2 separate regions of the Sus scrofa genome follow, and region 1 is linked to region 2. A link is a contact called in public HiChIP or PLAC-seq data. All regions are on one chromosome and are shown on one strand. The core of a region is the stretch at or near the end of the contact, and the rest is flanking DNA. Distances in the headings are between cores, read along the strand shown. Region 1 has its middle 84 kb from the start of TRPM1. Region 2 overlaps KLF13 (Kruppel like factor 13).

The links. HiChIP or PLAC-seq counts read pairs in DNA pulled down with a chosen protein or histone mark.
Region 1: a contact with region 2 is called in an H3K27ac HiChIP or PLAC-seq map of alveolar macrophages. The contact joins two enhancer-like sites. A contact is called at or near these places in 1 of 47 Hi-C or Micro-C datasets (heart right ventricle) and 2 of 2 datasets of contacts at active chromatin or transcription factors (alveolar macrophages and skeletal muscle).

The regions. Positions count from the first base shown.
Region 1 is chr1:143,633,031-143,635,730 of Sscrofa11.1, reverse strand. No RefSeq gene overlaps it. Among named protein-coding and RNA genes, the nearest start is that of TRPM1, 84 kb to the left of the region's middle. Within about 2 kb of position 1,395, at least 72 of the 83 cell types and tissues checked have an H3K27ac peak or open chromatin away from gene starts, as enhancers often do. A contact at or near this core is called in alveolar macrophages, where this site is marked.
Region 2 is chr1:143,509,295-143,511,994 of Sscrofa11.1, reverse strand. The region is part of intron 1 of KLF13 (Kruppel like factor 13); the gene reads left to right. The region is part of intron 2 of LOC102164789 (a long non-coding RNA gene); the gene reads right to left. Among named protein-coding and RNA genes, the nearest start is that of KLF13, 30 kb to the left of the region's middle. Within about 2 kb of position 1,429, at least 26 of the 83 cell types and tissues checked have an H3K27ac peak or open chromatin away from gene starts, as enhancers often do. A contact at or near this core is called in alveolar macrophages, where this site is marked.

The DNA of each region.
Region 1 (2,700 bases), core at 146-2,645, 120 kb before region 2:
AGAGCAGCCCTTGACAGTTTTCCCAGAGTTCCTTCTTCTCCAGACACTGAAACATATCGCTATTTAACCAATTTCCTCTCTTGACTCTCCTTTTTCCCCATGCCTTCTCCCTGCCTTCCCCTCTCTCACTGTGGGAGGCTTCTATGTGTCCAAGTGTCCTTCTAAGTGGACTTGGAAAGGGCTCCTGAGCTCATGTCAGTCCTTCTAATAGCCTAGAGGTGGGCTGGGAGGTACCAAATGTACCAAACCCAGAGCACAGAATGGACCCCTCAGGGCTGCAGATGAGGGGCCCATCCTGTGCTCTGGGTCTAGATTAATGAGGAATCTCCCCAGACTCGACTTTGGCTGGTGTGAATACATACAGGGCAGAAACGAATGGAGATGCTGTTAATGCAGGATTCTCACGGCAAAATCTTCTCAAACCTGGAGCCTATGGGATGACTGTGGCAACCCCTGAGCCCCTCCAGGCCTCCTGCTTCCCAGATGAGAAGCTCAGCTCCAGCGCCACGTTTGTAGAAGTGGGCCTCCCAGAGGCAGTAAACTGGCCAGTGCCAGGCAGGGTCACTGAAAGATGCAAACTGTGTTAGCAGAACCAGGGAAGGAACAAGCGTTCAGGTGAGAGGATTTGGAAAGCTTCTGGGCTGAGGCGAAACGTGGGCCAGGTGACCAAAGTGTAGGGCTTACTAGGACAAATCAGGCTCCAGGAGGAGCTCCAAATTGGGGAAAGCTCAGCGTGTGTTAGGTGATGGTAGTCCTGGTCCCATGGGCGAAGTTCACAGGGAGGATAAGACAAGGCAGCCTTGCAAGGATGCAGCCAGCACTCGACACACACACACACACACACACACACACTGCCTGTTTGCTGAGGGTGGGGGACTGCTCAGGAGAAACCCCCAGGGCTGATGCCTGGAAGGCCGGGTCACCTTTACTTCTCCGTGACCAGTCCTTGCCCTAGGACAGTGACCTGTGTCTGCAGGCGGACCTGGGGCAGCCTCACGAGGCTGCTGGGGTGGAGGGGAGCTGCTGGGGTGGAGGGGAGCAGCTGGGCAACCCTCTACAGGGCTACTGGCAGGAGGACCGACCGGAGTGGATAGTCGAGAGGGCCGTTCCCTCGCGGTCTTCCCCAGGGCCCCCGCACACCTGGGCAGAAGTGCTGGGGTCTGTGGGTGTGAGAGCGATGCTCGAAAAGGCGCGCTCCAGGGCTAGGCTCCAGGGTGCGAAGGCTCGAGGCTGACGCTAGGGGGCAAGGAGAGGTGGCAGGGACAACATCCGCGAGTGGGGACCCTCGGACCGCGGGAGTCTGGAGAAGTGCGGGCGCCGCGGACCTGTCACAGTAGAGACTGTACAGCGCGGAGGGAGGCGGGCTACGCCGAGCTTCCAGCTCCGCTGGCCCAGCTCGGGGCTCCGGGGAAAGGAGCAGCGGCGGCTCCGCCTCCTCGGCATTGGGCGCGGCCTCCTCCTGCTCCCGCCCAGCAGAGACCACGAGTCCCAGGGCTCCCCTCCAAGGACATCAGCAGCCGCCACGGCCCCGTGCTGACCCACTTTCCCTCCCGCCCGCCGAGCCCCAGGCAGAGAATAAACGGGGCAGCCGAGCAGGTGCGAGCCGCTGGGAGGGGCCGAAGCCCGGACTGCCCCGCCCCGCCTCTGCCGCGGGGAGAGGAGCGGGTGCGGAAGGGGAAGCAGGAGCCGGGGGAGGGGGGAAGGGGGAGGAGGAAAGGGGAAGGAGAGAGGAGGTTAAAAGAGACGCGGCAGGTTGGAGGGGGTTGAAAAAGCAGGGCAGAAGGATTGAGAGGGACTGGAGAGGGGAGGGGCAGGAGGAGGGGTGGGGGCGGGCTGGAGACTGTAGAAGGAGCAAGGGGGGCCGGAGGGGAGGAGGAGAGGAGGACTAAGAAAGGAAGTGAAAGGGAGAGAAGGGGAAGAGGATTGAGAGGGGAGAGAAGGAGAAAGGGGGATGGAGGAGGGAGGGGGAGGGGCAGGGGAGGAGGCGGGGTGAGCGGGAGGAAGATGGAGGCAGGAGACCTCACCCTTGTCTCTCTTCTGGGTCCTAGGCCAGCCCTGGAGGAGATGTTGAAATGCGTGAAGGGTGAAGCCCTTCTAGACCTAAGGGGTCCAGGGCTCAGGCTGCCACCACTGCATCTTGTACTTGACCCCCATCCCCTGCCTTCTGTCAGCCAGCCATCTGGCAGGCCAAACTCCACACTTGACCTCCCCCCGCCACACCTTAGGAGGAAGCAAAACCTTTCAGGAAAAAGGAAACCCCCAGACAAGGGGAAGAGGCAGCACAGGCCCTGGGAATGGGCATAGGGACATTTGGGCTGAGAATCCCAGGGTCCTGAGCATCAGAGCTGAGTCTAAAAAAGGGTATGCAGTGATACTGCTGGAGGCATTGGCCTCACCCTGGCCTTATCCAGTTGTGGCATCAGTGTCCCCTGCTGGTGGTTGTGGCTGAGCAAGCCTGCTTCTTCCACCATTGGTCTGCAGAAGCCTCTTGACTCCACTCATTTTCCTGGCTTTTCCCCTCATATCCTGAAGATCATCAGGGCACCCTCAAAAATAGAATCCTTTCTTATTGAAAGTAGTTGTTGCTGAGAGTTCCCCTGTGGCTTAATGGGTTAAGGACCTGATGTTTCTGTGAGGATTCAGGTTAGACCCCTGGCCTCACTCAGTGACTAAGGATCTGGCATTGCCCACAAGCTGTGA
Region 2 (2,700 bases), core at 180-2,679:
CCTAATGGATGCCAGTCATGTTTGTTAACTGCTGAGCCATGGTGGGAGCTCCTCGCCCCAACTTCTAATGATCCCTCTCTTGGCATCAGTCCCCTGCAGAGCTCTTGAAGAAGGGACACTCCAGCTCTGGGGCTTCCAGAGGCCTGCATGGGGTGCGGACTACAGAGCGGCTCCTGCTTTCCTTCCTGGCCTGTGTCCTCAGGGTCAGCTCTCTTAGAGACCTCTTCCAGGCTGGGCCAAAGTGGGGCTGGGCAGGATCTGAGAAGGAAGGGATAGTTTAGGGGAAATGGTGGGCAGGCCCTGGCCAGGCCAGTGACAGAGAGGGGCTGGGGCTGGCCTTGGTCCCTGATTCTGAAGGCCCCGGAGAGCCTTCTTCCTCCCACCCCACATCAGAGTGGGCAGCTTGGATCTCTTAAGGTAGGGAGGGGATTGGGGGGTGGCAGACGGCCTTCCCCGCCATGTGTGCAGCCTGGGGTGCACAGAACAGGACCCAGGTTTGCTGTGGGGCAAGGCCTCCAGCTGATTGCTCCAGTGTCTGTTCTTTGCAAACCAAACTGGGTATAAATTGCCCCAAGTGGCCGAGGCTAGCCTGGCACTGGTAGGTCTGGTGACCTGGGCTGCTAAAGGAGGGGCCCAGGAGTTCTCCTGGGCTCCTTCCTGGGAGTCTGGAGTAGTTCCTCAGCATCTTCAACTGTTCTAGAAAAGGTAGGTCAGTGGCTTACTTTTTTTTTTTTTTTGGTATCAGCTTCCTCAAAAACCCAAGGCATTTTAGGACTAAAGTGGCTTACCCATTTTTATCCTAACTTATTTGCTTTATGAAGTCAGCTCTTTTCAGAGTCAGTTGTTTGGCTCTATTCTGTTTGGACCGTGTGACTTTTTTCCCTGAGAGAAGCAGCCTGCTTCATGGCCCTGGAGCAGACCAGGTGTGGGTGTGGGCCAGAGGAAGAGCTCGGGCCCTGTGGTTTGGAGGGTGCCACCACCGGGCACTCAGTCCCTCGGAAGAGCCACGTGGCTACTTGCTCACAATGTTGGCCCTTCCCTGGGGAGCCAGGGCACCAAGGAAGTTTCCGTGGACTATTGCTGGGCCTCCAGGCCCCCTCTGTGCAATATCCCTCTTCTGCTCTCACCTGGGACATTAGTGGCTGAGGTCAGTGTGGGCAGCTGGCCACAGCCATTCTTGGTCCACAGTGGGGAGGGACCTAGCCATGCTGATGTGTGACCTGGGTGAGGTCACTTGGACTTTCGACTTCAGTCCCCATCTCTGAGATGGTCCATCCTGACCCCTGCCTTTCTCCAGGTGAGTGAGGTCTGAGTAGTAGGTCCAGTAGTATGGCTGAGTCCCTGATGGCAAGGCCCACCCAAAAGGCCAGGGGAGGGGAGAGGAGTGAGGAAATGAGGGCTGGGGGAGGGGACACAGAAGAGGAAGTGCGGCCAGAGTAGTTGCCACAGGCTCTACAGAGAGCCTGGGGTGAGAGCAGGGTGGCTGACTGCACACCCAGGCCAATGGCATTTGAAGGGGACCATCACACTCTCCCAGGGCCCCTAGCTGACCTTGAAGTCCTCTTCTTGGGGGCAGGGGTAGTGTGGGCGGCCCCAGGTTGGCCCAGGGCTTGTCTGTGTCAGGGAGCAGTCTGGCTGCTGTGTGAATCTCTGTGGACCTCTCTGTATGGCTGCCAGTGACTGCTGCCACCCAAAACGTCACAGCCCCATGGAGCTTGCCAGAGGCTCTTTCAGGCTGCACTCGCTTCCCCAACCCATGCTCACCCTGCCCTTTCCCAGAGACCTGCACAGGAGCCCAGTCCCCACCTCCTCACCAGGCCCCGGCAGAGGACACTGATTCTCCTGCCTTAAACTTGGGGTTTGCATCCTGACAATGCGGTGAACTCACTTGGGTCGTGAGGGGAGGGAGGATAGCAGCTGGCACCTGCCCCGTCCACCCGGGCTGGGCTGATTCCAAACCATGTGGAAAGACAGACAGAGCGACTTCTGCGACAGAAGTGTGGTGTTCAGGAGCCTGGGGAGCCTCCAGCACATGATTAACAGCCCTGGGTCTGCTTCTGTTGGAGTACTTTACCCCTGTCTTTAAGTCAGGCTGGGTCTGTGAAACCATTTATCAGATTGCCCTCTAACCAAACGGTTTGTGGTATGACACGGGGGCTCCTGTTCCATAGTGGGGAGGGGCCCAGCTGTGCCAATGTGTGACCTGGGTGAGGTCACTCTGACTTTTGACCTCAGTCTCATCTCTGAGATGGTCTGTCCTGACCCTGGCCTGTATAGAAAGGGGTTTCCTGGAGTCCACCCTGGAAGCTCCTTCTAGAAAGGTAGATTGGACTTAATTGATAGTTTGGAGTTTCTCATACTCTAAGAACCACCCCCTGTCAAGTTCTGAGGGGAGCTCTTGGGCTGGTATTCAGGATGTGCTTTGAAATATGCCATCCAATGGTGGTGGCTGGAAGGGCCTGGCTGGGAATGCACGTGCTGTTCACTTAAACCTGCTTTTCAGCTTGTGTTATTTGTGGCTCCCATTTCCTAGTTTGCTACAGATTTTTGTTTTAAATTTTCTGAATGAGTACATACACTGTGTGTTTCAAAATCCAAGAGATTTAAATAGTTTTCCAAAGAAAATTCTGCATGTTCTCCTTGCCTTCCATGCCCCCCAGCCCTCTGCCCCCAGGCAACCTCTGCTCTACTTTCTTAGGT